Linked DNA regions of Sus scrofa: region 1 is linked to region 2. Evidence: chromatin contacts called from public HiChIP or PLAC-seq data. All regions are on one chromosome and are shown on one strand. The core of a region is the stretch at or near the end of the contact, and the rest is flanking DNA. Distances in the headings are between cores, read along the strand shown.

What was found. HiChIP or PLAC-seq counts read pairs in DNA pulled down with a chosen protein or histone mark.
Region 1: an H3K27ac HiChIP or PLAC-seq map of alveolar macrophages shows a contact between it and region 2. The contact joins the promoter of EPS8 here to the promoter of STRAP in region 2. A contact is called at or near these places in 1 of 5 promoter capture datasets (liver), 4 of 47 Hi-C or Micro-C datasets (embryonic fibroblasts, liver and skeletal muscle) and 2 of 2 datasets of contacts at active chromatin or transcription factors (alveolar macrophages and skeletal muscle).

The regions. Positions count from the first base shown.
Region 1 is chr5:56,815,934-56,821,896 of Sscrofa11.1, forward strand. EPS8 (epidermal growth factor receptor kinase substrate 8) reads left to right here and starts at 1,512. Exons shown (of 21, transcript XM_021092301.1): 1 at 1,512-1,890.
Region 2 is chr5:56,733,974-56,740,316 of Sscrofa11.1, forward strand. STRAP (serine-threonine kinase receptor-associated protein) reads right to left here and starts at 2,916. Exons shown (of 10, transcript XM_003355564.4): 1 at 2,482-2,916; 2 at 1,669-1,804. The coding sequence starts at 2,593.

The sequences.
Region 1 (5,963 bases), core at 262-2,761, 81 kb after region 2:
AATCAAACAATGCAGACTTTAGATTTTAATTCTAGCAACAGCATTGGCTTTGGCAAAAGGAATGAAACTTCTGAGCTCCATTTTCCTGCTAAATTGATATAATAAAGCCTATTTCATTTTAAAGATTAGGAAAAAAATCTAAAAATTGCCTAGAAGTTCGGCATGGCTCGGCAGATTAAGAACACGGCTAGTATCACAAAGATGTGGGTTTGATCTCTGGCCTCAGTGGGTTAAGTTTCGGCATTGCTGCAAGCTGTACTATAGTTTGCAGATGTGGCTTGGATCCAGTGTTGCTGTGGCTGTGGTGTAGGCCAGCAGCTGCAGCTTGGATTCAGCCCCTGGCCTGGTACTTCTATATGCCGCAGGTGCAGCCCTAAAAAGAAGAAAAAGCAAAAAAGAAAACCAACTGCTTAGTTTCTGGCATAGCAAAATAATAAATAATCATAATTATACATAATGTTGATAAAAATAGAGATTCTCAACAATGCAAAAGTTTAAGTGGATGATAGTGTAGCGGAAATATTGGAAAGAGGATTTCTACCTAAGATAGCCGACTGGATTTAAGGTCTATTCCAACTTTTGGTGTAATGGTTTTATTTCCTGCTTTGGTCTGAAGTATCTTTTTCCCCTGACTGCGAGTCTCCCTTGCTTCACAAAACAACCTGGTCCAATCTATTTTAACCAAGTGTATTTTGTAGTCTTTTGTTGATTTCTGGGAGTCAAGTGACCTTTAAGAAGTTAGAAAGAAGGGGAACATAGCTATAACAAACGTGGTGTTTCAAGAGGCGAACACAATGTTCACAGACCCAAGGACTTCTCACTGGGCGCTACAGGCGGAGGAGAAGGTTTTGAGGGTTGGTTTAGGTCGGTCACAAGAGGCATTATGTGAAAGAAGCCTCCACTACTTCAAACCACATCGGGTTTCTGGCAAGAGCTACCAGAAAAATGGGATCCAAGGTAGGCGTGCGAAGCGGGTCTGGGCTTGCTGCTTCCAGGACTCGCGGTTTTGGAGACTCCCAGGGACCGAATGGAGGCCCTTGGGTGCCACCAGTTTACGGCATGAGTTGAAGAGATTAAAAAAAAAAAAAAAAAAAAAAAGAAAGAAAGAAAAGAAAGAAAAAGGAAACACAACGGGAAAAATAGGAGGAAGGGTCCCAGGAGAAAGCCGCAGGCTAGTGGGTCTTTGGCTGCAGCAGGTTTACTGCCGGTAGGTTAGTGGCCCCGTAATGTACACCAGAACCCTGGCCGCTGGGACTAGAGCGACCTCTCCGCCCAAGGCATCAACTCTTGCCCAGGGCAAAACTCTCCTAGCGCTTTCCCCTCCTGGCAATCTCCCAGCTGCTCGTCGGTCCTGCTAGGGCACTTCTGGAAACTCCTCGGCGGCTCAGTACGTCGGTCTGACTTTGATCGAGGCCTTGATAACTCGGCGCGCTGCCCTGCCTTCTCTCCTCCTGCTCCTCTCCCGCCCACCGGCCCCGCGGGCCAGTTCACCTCCTGCGCCGGGGTCGACCAGATACTCCGCGCTTCGGCTGCTGCCAAGACCCGGAGAGTGGAGCGGGCCCCCGGCCGCGCGGCGCGCGCTCGCTGGCTCGCTCCCTGAGGGGGTACTGGGCATGCGCGGCGCGCGGCCGGCTCGGGTGAGCGGGCTAGCGGGCAGACGGCTCCAGACTTCCCCAGCGGCGGCGGGCGAGGCGGTCTCGCCGAGCGCGAGGCCGGCGCTGAGCTCGCCCCAGAAATCGCTTCTCCTCGGCCGGCGCCGAGGGCGGCTGGGCGGCTCGCGGAGGATTGGGAGGGCGCGGTCCGGCTCGAGGGCTTTCTCCCGGCCGCCTCCCGCCGGGTGTGGGCTCGAAGCGCCTTCGGGGAAGCTGCGGCCCCGAGGGCGGATCCGAGGTAAGAGCCCCTCGGAGAAAGGCGCTCGCTGGGGTCCGTCGTCTCGGACTCTTCCTTCGATTTTCAAAATCCGCCTTTGTGTGCCGGGGTGGAGCGGTGCCAGGCACCTCGTCCGCCTTCATTCACTTTGACTGCTTTCAACTGGTGTCGGCAACCAGGTGTGCGAGGGCGCTGCTGCCGGAGCGTGTCCGCGCGCGGGTCCCGGAACGTCCGGAGCCCGTGCCGACCCTCGGCCGCTAGCTCTCCGTGCCCGGGGCTCCGGCAGGGGTGAGCAGAAGAGATGCACAGTGTCCTTGTCTTATTTCTCGGTAACCTGAGCTTCCGCAGATACACCTGCGCTTCTCTGTTCCGTGGAGCTACTCCAGAACGAGTATTCTTCTCCTGGTTTGTCTTAGACGTGGGGTTTAGAGGGCTACAGTCCCCCCCCCCCCCAAAGGGGAGCTCTTTTTCAATGGATACTTTTCAGCGAAGTCCCACTATCGCATACCCCCCTTAAATTCAAGAGACCTTGCTGTTTGTGCATAGTTGTCACTCCTAATTCCTGTTGATTGTCCTTTCTTAGATGGTTTCACTCCACTCCCCATTTTACTTTTGGGAAGACGGCCCTTCTGGAGTCTTTGTCAATGAATGCCTTTGCAGAGGATTTCCAAGACCCTGCTCGCTCTTGCTTTCTACTTTCCTTTCAAGGACTACTTGTATGCAGAATCTTTGCAGGGATTGTTCTCTCCCTTTGCATTTTTTCTCAGATCCTTTCCCCGTAGAACACATTCCACTGCTGGACTCTCTGAGGGTAGGATGCTGTATTAGGTATCAGGATTTGAAGTCCATAGATGTCAAGAATGGTAGAGCATTAGGAATTGGAATCCACCTTTACAAAACGTATTTCAATGAAATGTGTTATTGCTTTTCTTTTTAAGGTTTCAGTTCTCGCCTCAGATAAGAGGAACAGATATCTTCAGAGTTCAGATAAAACTTGGTTTCAGATGCATGTGAAAAGTTTGATCTTGGCTTTGGTATTTTGGGGGGGGGGAGATAGAAAAATTAGGGTTCCCAGAAGGCTTCTTTATGTACATATGACAAAGTAACTGTATGGTGTATTGCATCTAATTTATTTTCCTTGAAAGGATACCATTTTTCTCCAGCGACCTAGGTTTTGGAATGTGTACCTTGGATCATGTGGTCATTGAAAATGAAAGTCAATGCCATCCTTTCTCACCTAGTATAAATTTTATATTTGTAATTGGAGTTTTCTGGACATACTACTATAGTTAAGTTGCTGGTGTGGAAAATTTTAAGTCATGGGATCACATTTTTACTTACCATTTTGAAAAATAATGCACTTTGTAGACTTGCCATGTAAAGGGTAGGGTAGAATGTCTCACAGATGTACAACGTTTTATAGAATGCCTTTAGTGCAGAATTCAGAGATTAAGACTTTTTAAAATTCCACAAGCCATTCACTTCACAGAAGAAAAAAAGAAAGGGAAACATAATTTGCTTTTAGTTCCACTGTTGTGGGATAATCACTGTGCACAATGTTTGATAGATTCTCTTTGTAGTCTTTTTTTTTCCTTTCACTTTTCAATGTCACTGAATATATAGTATATATTGAAAATATAGTAATTTTCTGCCTTTTAAAAAATACTGTAGGAATATTTTAAGTGATATTTAGGGAGAAGTTTCTTCAAAATGATTTATTTTTATTTGTTCCTTATCAGGAATCTAATGTTGAATTCAGATCACCTTGTTTCTGATCAGATGTAAAGGTTTTTGTCTTGTTTTTACCTCTTGCTCTTCCTGCTTTCAACTTTTTAGCTATGCTAATACTTTTCAAATATCAGTCCTTTACTTTTTTCGTGCTTTGACATAGGCTTCCTACTCTTTGCTTTCAGTGCTTTTATCTGATACATTTCAAATCCTAGTCTTTTCTTTTTCTTACACTGTATTACACACAGTTCACCCACTATTTTTATTCTTCTTCTCCTCCAGACTCTTCTCTTCTTCATTTACCTATTTTAATTCTGCACCAGCTCACTCGAACCATGGTTTAAAATACAGAATATGGAATAAAAGTTGACAGTCTTTTTCCAGGTATCTCTTTAGATGCTCGAAGTATTGTTGGATGAATATTTTAGCACTGACTTGATTTATATAAAATCTAAGTTAGCTTTTCTGAGTTGTATTAAACATATTGGGTAGTTTTTTGGATCATCACAAAACAACATCAGTTAATGATAGGTTACAAACTTTAAGACATTTGCAATGGTATTTAAAGGGAAAAAGTGGAATTTTAGTTAAAGTACATCACTTGTAGTACATCTTTGCTAGGAATTACTGCTTGAAATTGTTTGCAGCTGTTAGTGATTGGAAATATTTTCTTAAGAAAAGTTCTGTAGCAGAATAGTTGTAAACGTTTTAGGTTTAGTATATCCAGGGAAGGTGTGACGGTCTTCCATGCTTCACTACAGCCTCTCCAACGTTTTCTAGATACAGTCTTAAATGGGATTTTTTAAAAAATTATTTTTTAGTTCAGTTTTAGATTTATGGAAAAAGTATAAAGGTAGTAAAGGGACTTATCATATGCCCCCATACTCAGTTTCACCTCTGATTACTATCTTAGATTAATATTTGTTAGTTAATGAGCCAGTATTGGTACATTATTATCGACTCAAGTTCATAGTTTATTTAGATTTCCTTAGTTATTATCTAATGTCCTTTTTCCATTCCACGATTTGCCATCTAGTGTGCCACATTGCACTTAGTTGTCACGGCTCCTTAAGCTCCTTTTTGCTGTGGCAGTTTGTTAGACTCCTTGATAGCTTTCATAATTTTGAAGAGTACAGGTATTTTGTAAAATGTCCCCTATTGGAAATAGTCTAATATTTTTCTCCTGATCAGACTGAGGTTTTGGGTTTGGAGGAGGAAGACCACAAAGGTAAAGTGCTATTTGATGTTATTGGCTATGCCCGTGGCACACAAAAGTCCCTGGGCCAGGGATTAAACCCATGGCATAGCAGCTCCCTGAGCCACAGGAGTGGCAATGCTGAATCCTTAACCCACTGAGCCATCAGGTAATTCTCACATGTATTTTTATCACATAGTATAAAAGGTATGTACTATTAACATGATATACCCTGTTGATACTGATCTTGATCAACCTGGTTGAGGTAGTGTTTCTTAGTTTTCTGCACTGACAGTTTACTCGTTTTCCTTCCTTGCTGTTTTCTAGAAGGAAGTCACTGCATCCAGCCCATTGCTTGAGGAGTGGAGAATATGCTTCTTTTTTTTTTGAGTGTGGGGTATTTATATAAATTTTTTGGATTTCCTCTCCATGGCAGATTTGTCTCTTTCTCCGTATATTACTTTATTCAGTCATTTGCTCACATTGGTTGTATTTATACTTTGGGTTATTATGTTCTTCAAATTGTTTCAGCTTTGGCCATTGGGAGCTCTTTTAGCTGGTTCCTGTGCTCCTTTGACATATCTCGATTACTGTGAGCTTTTAAAAAAATCACTTCCTTACTTTATAGCATTAAAAGATGCTCCAGGAATATCTTATATATTTCCATTTCCTGCCCCAGCCCTAGAATCAGCCAGAAAGAATCTGATTCATTTTCTTGGGAAATAGTTTTAAAAGCCAAGATCTGGGTTCTAGGTTTTTTTTTTTTTTTTTTTTTTAACAGAGCTGCACTCATGGCATATGGAGGTTCCCAGTCTAGGATCTAATCAGAGCTGTAGCCGGCCTACGCCACAGCCACAGTAGTGCCAGATCCGAGCCGTGTCTGCGACCCATGCCACAGCTCACGGCAACGCCAGATCCTTAATCCACTGAATGAGGCCAGGGATTGAACCTGCAACCTCATGGTTCCTAGTTGGATTCGTTTCTGCTGCGCCACGATGAGAACTCCCATGGTTCTAGGTTTTCTTGTTGCTACTGGGGTGTCGTTACTTCTAGGCGCTCTCATCTGACAGTAGGAAGTAACATGTGCATATATACAAACCTCTGTATATACACTTAACTGTACATGTTTCTTGATGTAACCATGTGTATCATGTGTATCTATTTTAAGCTA
Region 2 (6,343 bases), core at 1,666-4,165:
TTATATTTCCCTCTCCTTACTTAAAAAAACAAAAACAAAAAAACTTTTTTTTTTTTTTTTTTTTAAATGGCTGCACCTGCAGCATATGGAAGTCTCTGGACCAGGAATTGAATCCGAGCCAGCAGCGGTAACGTGAGATCCTTTAACCCACTGTCAGGGACCTGGGACCAAACCCTACCTCTGCGGCAACCTGAGCCCTGCAGTTGGATTCTTAACCCAACTGTGCCACAGCAGGAACTCCTTAAAACTTAAATTTATTTTTTAAAAACTTACATATAGTAAAACTCACTCTGTGGTACAGAGGTCTAGAGTTTCAACAAATGCACAGTCAGGTATCCACTATCTCAATCAATCTGCCTTCATTTTTTATAATAAACTTGGTATGTTTAATTTGCTTACAACAAAGGAGAAACACATTTAGAATCGCTTCTTAATGTGAAATTCTATTAAAAAAAAAATCAACAAGACAATTTTACTCTCCAGACTTTCAAATCTAATAAGGAGTATTCCACGTACAACAGCCCTTGACTTGCCTGCCTTAAACACTTTATTGTTTACTAAGTCACAATCAGGAACTAGAGGTACCAAGATTACATAAGCTGTGACCCATGCCCAGATAGGGAAAGTGGGTCATCGCAAGTCACTTTAATATCATATACAAAAGCAAAAAAAATCAGAGTAGGTAAGGCATATTCTGGCAACAGTTAGATTTAGTATAGCCAAATGATGGGGCATATGATGTGTAGTGCCAGATGATGCCCAAGAACTAGGATTAGGCCAAATTTTAAAGAGCTAACAATGAAATTTAACCTTTAGGCTAGTGGTTAAGGTTGTACATCAGAATCATCCAGAAAAACTTTAGGGAAGAAAAAAAACTAAAAAACAAAAAAACCTAGGTTGGGAACTCCAACTCCAGACCAATTAAGCCAGAGCTTCTCAGACACATGCATCTGAGTACTTTAAAAGCTTCCCAGGTTACTGTAATGTACACCCAAGGTCATGGGCCACTGACAAAGCAGAAGCAAAGATCTTTAGGTAAAGAAGTGTTATGTTATTTGTCTCCAGGAAGACAACTGGCTGATGAAGAGATGGGAAAGGACCAGTTTAGGAACCTAAACCATTAAGGTAGTGGCAGAGGTACAAGAAACAATGTGGTCAGGAAACATTCTATTGGCAGAATCAACAAATATGATAATCTAGATGGAAGAGAAAAATCAAGAATGATTTAGAAACTTAGAAAATGAAAAATAACTGAGTTTGGGAATCTTAAATATGTCTAACAAAAATGAGAGTGAAACTGGGCTAAAAATGTGGGGCATCAAGCACTAAGAAGTTAAGGAGTATAAGGTATTATTCAGCTAGAACATGTGGAGCAGTATTTGCCAGCATGACCATCAACATTCATTATCTGAAGTGCTTGTTAATAATGCAGATTCCTGGGTCCCAGTCCAGACATACAGAACTAAGTCATTTAAGTCTCTGAACATTTTGAGAAAGCAGCAGATAAAATATGGGCGGAATTTTGGTGACATCAAAACAACATGTGTTCTCTACGTTAGGCAGTGCATGAGAACTTTATGAATAACTTTTACTGAACTTTTATTATTGATCATTTCAGAACACAATTCACAGAGAACTGTAAAGGTGGCCATTTCTGGCTACACTTACGCTGTGAAATCTGCAGCTGCTGTAGCTGCTTTGGTGGCATCCTTATTCAATGTTGCACCCCAAACAGCACCCTTATGACCCAAAAACGTTCCAATCCAGTCTCCTGTATCTCCCTGGCGTAGCATAGGTTTGCCATCTAAAAAATATGTAAGAAAACATGTGATGTAGAAGCTCAAATTACTTAAAATCTAGGATCCGAACTTAAAACAAACAGTGATGAATAACAAACTTGAAAACTGCTTTTGTTGTCTAACTGTTCACTCACTGGGGTCACTAAGGCACATCCAGAAATAAATTAACTGAAGAACTGGGCCATTCTCTCTGGGAAGGACTTGAAATGCGGCAGAAAGACTATTCATCTGCAACAAAACAATCTAGACGTGAACCTTATTTTGGACAAACTTAATAGTCTCAGCTTCCACTTGAAAATTGGAAATGAAAAATTCCATACCACAGAAGAATATCCAATGAAATAGTAGAAGTGGAAAGTCTTTGTAAAATAAAGTGTTACTTAGCCTGGCCTAGTTTCTGCATTCCCCAAATCCTTTAAAGATATTTACGGTGTTGGCCGGGGCGTCTGGGCAAGTGCACAGTAAAGCTTATCCAGAAATAGCAAAAAAGGTAAAATGAGAAGCCTTGGTTGGGGGCATAACTTACCAAAGCTTCTCCTGGCATCAGCTGCGCAATCCTTAACACTACTCGCCCTACCAGCCCACTAATCTCAAAAGCCGCAATCCATTCGGCAATGGGAAGTGCCGGCCCCACTCCCTTTCCGCCCAGTCCCAACCATCTGAGCCCAGCGGCCCTGCTCACCTTTGCAAGCACTGATTAAGAAATAGCCATAAGGCGTGATGCCACTGAAGGCCAAATCCACCACAGGCCGCGTGTGGCCGGAGCAAGTGAGAGGCGTTTGCCTCATTGCCATGGCGGCGGCGAGCCGAGCGATCCCGCAGGAGAGCTGAGGGTCGTCTCGTCTTTTCTCTTCTCCGCGGCAGCGCCTCTCACTCAAGGCCTACGCCCTGACGCTGGGCCGGGAAACAGAAAAAGGCCAATCTGGTGGCCCCGAAACCAGGAAAGGGTTAGGGGTGGGTCAGGGAGTGTGCGACTGGCGGTCGACCGCCGCCGAGGGAGGGAAAGGGAGGGAGGGAGGAGAGTAGGGGAGGGGGAGAACAGGAAAACCGGCAGCCACGATCCCCACCGTCCACACCGGTACTCGCAGGAAGTGACGACACTAACCCTCCGCCGGAAGTGACGAACAGGAGGGAAGGCGGGTTCGCTGGGTAGAAGAGGCGTACTGGAGCGAGAGCGACCGCAATGCGCAGGCGCGAGATCAGCTCAGGTTGAGCACGTGATGCTGGCTCCACGCTGGCTACGCAGGGCTCTTGGCCGCGTTCCAGGCACTGGGTGAAAATCCTAGCGCTGAGCTCTAAGCAGCTTGGGGTGCTTTTCTGTTTTTGAGCCGTTTGGAGTCGAGTTGGGGGCGTGCGGAAGCGGGTCCTGCTTCAGTCATACCCCGAATCTGACCGCATCTGTGGTTTACGCACTGAGCCGTCCAGTGGTTTGGACTGTGCTATCTAGACGTCTACACTGAACAACCAGAATTGTTTCCAGCGGTGGCCCAAACCAGCAAACACCGTCTAAGAATTTTTTTTCCAATCTTTGTTAGCAGTTGTATAGTCAGCTCCTCTGGGATTGTCTACAAGTAAGGCCCTTAAGAAAAGTCTTTCTCCCAGTCACCCCTTGTGCTGTGTAACCTTGCATTGTTAGTGTTTCAGACGTGAGGGTTATGCGACTCTAAAAACAGTTAAATTAGTTTATCTTTTGAGGACGTTGGGAGACCCATGAGCAATGGTCCTCAAATTTTTTGATGAATACCCACATCAATAAAACTTGCGTCCGTCCCCCAAATATGCGATAGTGAATAATTTGTGAGTTATTTGCATATTAGTGCATAGAGAAGAATAGAAATATTAGAAGAACCTTAAACTTCAGTGTAAATAGAAATACTGGTGTTGTCTTCCTGCAGGCTCTCCTCTTTGGATATCACTCCGTGGTGTAGCAGAACTGTTGATGGATTGATTGCTCATGCAAAAACTGACCTGAGCAAGAAGGGTCCTTTTTCTGGGCAAGTTATTTCTTTCCTTTAATGCTTGTTAGGATGTCAACAGAAAATACCAGAGATTTTTTTTGTGGTCTCTTTCACTACTTTATCCCAGGCCATAATGTCTTGGCACATACCAATACATATCTAATCAGCACAAATGTCTGCAAATGTTTCCCTCTCCCTCATCTTTTTGTAGTAAACATGTATCTTCGTTCAAGTCTAATTACTTGAATGGAGACTTGAAGTGCTTCCCCATTCTATTTCATTAGCATTTTGTTCATTAATTTATAGTACAGCACTTACTATATATGTTTTCCACTATCTTTTTTGTTTTCTCTGTGCCAACCTCACCCCAAGTTCCTACACACATGCACACACACACTCTGTTGACATTTAAATTGTGAGCTCCTTAGTGGCAATTGTGTGGCACTGTTGTCTTTCTACTCTGGTATCAGAAGAGTGAATGGCATTTAGTGAATGCTGGACAAGTGATTATTAAGTAAAGTAAAGCGTTAATGATGGAGGCATCTAAATAAAAGATAAAACTCGTTAGAACAACTAGTCAGTAAGATGTTAATACATGGCCATTTGTTGCTTATTGTGCGTAGGTAACTGAAAACTTTTGTCTCTAAAGTACGTATAATTCTTTTTTGTTGTTGTTGTTGTTGTTGTTGTTGTTGTTGTTGTTGCTATTTCTTGGGCCGCTCCCGCGGCATATGGAGGTTCCCAGGCTAGGGGTCGAATCGGAGCTGTAGCCACCGGCCTACGCCAGAGCCACAGCAACGCGGGATCCGAGCCGCGTCTGCAACCTACACCACAGCTCACGGCAACGCCGGATCGTTAACCCACTGAGCAAGGGCAGGGAATGAACCCACAAACTCATGGTTCCTAGTCGGATTCGTTAACCACTGCGCCACGACGGGAACTCCTAAAGTACGTATAATTCTTATTCATTTGTATTCTGAGTTCTAAGAGTATTATGTATCATGATCAAATATGTGGGCTTCAAAGTCAGTTTAATACTGGAAGAGAGATTACTGTAAATGATATAATTAACCACATTAAAAGACTAAAAAAAGAAAAATATCAATATTTCATTGTATTGTGTAAAAGTTTTAGATAGAATTTAATATGCATTTATTCATGATGAAACATCTTAGATACTAAAAATAGAAGGGACCTTTTAACCTGATAGACTATCTGAAAGAAACATCACACATAATGATGAAACACTTAAACTATTCCCTATTAAGTCTGGTACAAGATAAAAATGATTACCACCGTCACTTCAATACAGCATTGTACTAGATGTTTAGATAATCCAAAAAGGCATAAATTATTTCAAAGAAAGTTGTAGATCTGTGATTAAAGATTATTTATGGAGATTATATATGTAGAAAAATCTGTATGTATTTATATTTAGATCTTTTAAAAAGGTCTAAATATAGACTATTGGAATGAATGAGAGTTTAACAGGGTTGCTGGGTTTTTGAAAAGAAAGTATGGTGAAAACAATTGCATTTCTTTACACTAGCAACTAGCAGAAAATGTAATTTTAAAATGTGCCATATAAGGAGTTGCTGTCATGGCTCAGTGGTAAGGAGCCCAACTAGTATCTTGAGGATGCAGGTTCAATCCCTGGCCTCGCTCAGTGGGTTAAGGATCTGGTGTGTGGCCATGAGCTGCAGTGTAAGTTGCACACACAGCTTGGATCTGGTATTGGTGTAGCTGTGGTGTAGGCTGGCAGCTACAGCTCTGATTTGACCCCTAGCCTGGGAACTTCCATATGCTGCAGGTGCAGCCCTAAAAAGAAAAAAAAAAAAGTGTGTGTATATATATGTATATGTGTATATATATATATATATATATATACACACATATATGTATATATATGTATGTGTGTGTGTGTGTATATATATATAACTATATAATGCCATATAAAATAGCATCAAGAGATAAAAAGTACTTGAGAATTAGTCTGGCAAAGTATGTTTCCCAGCAGGAAAAAGCTGGCACACTGAGATGTAGGAATTGAGGAGAGTTTCACAAGTGAATTTACTAAGTGGTCGGTATCAAAAGCAGCCAATGAGGAGTGGTGAAGAAACCCAGGGAGAAAATGGGGTACTCACCATAGATAGGAATGGAAAACTGAAAGGGAGCAGTTATTTAACTTATTTCACAGAACTCTGGCTGCAGGAGAAGACTACCGGTCAAGAACTGCAAGGCTCAGGAGAGGAATACAGTTGGGGCATCCATCATCAGCTTAGTGGGCAAGAAGACAGGGAATGTATATCTATTAGAATCCTCCCATACTTCCCATTGGCCAAACCATTGCAGAGGCCAAAAGGCAAGGAAGCCTTTTGATGAGGTCCAAAAATGTCAGTCTTCTAAGACATGAGCTGTAGTGCACAAGGAAAAAGAGGATCTAGTGAAGTAAAGTGAGCATATTCAATTAATTTTCAAGGCTTCTGTGGACTAAAATTTCAATAAATTTTATTGAAAGCCATGAAGAATATGAAAATAAGTGGAGGAATTCCCATTGTGCCTCAGCGGTTAACGAACCCGACTAGA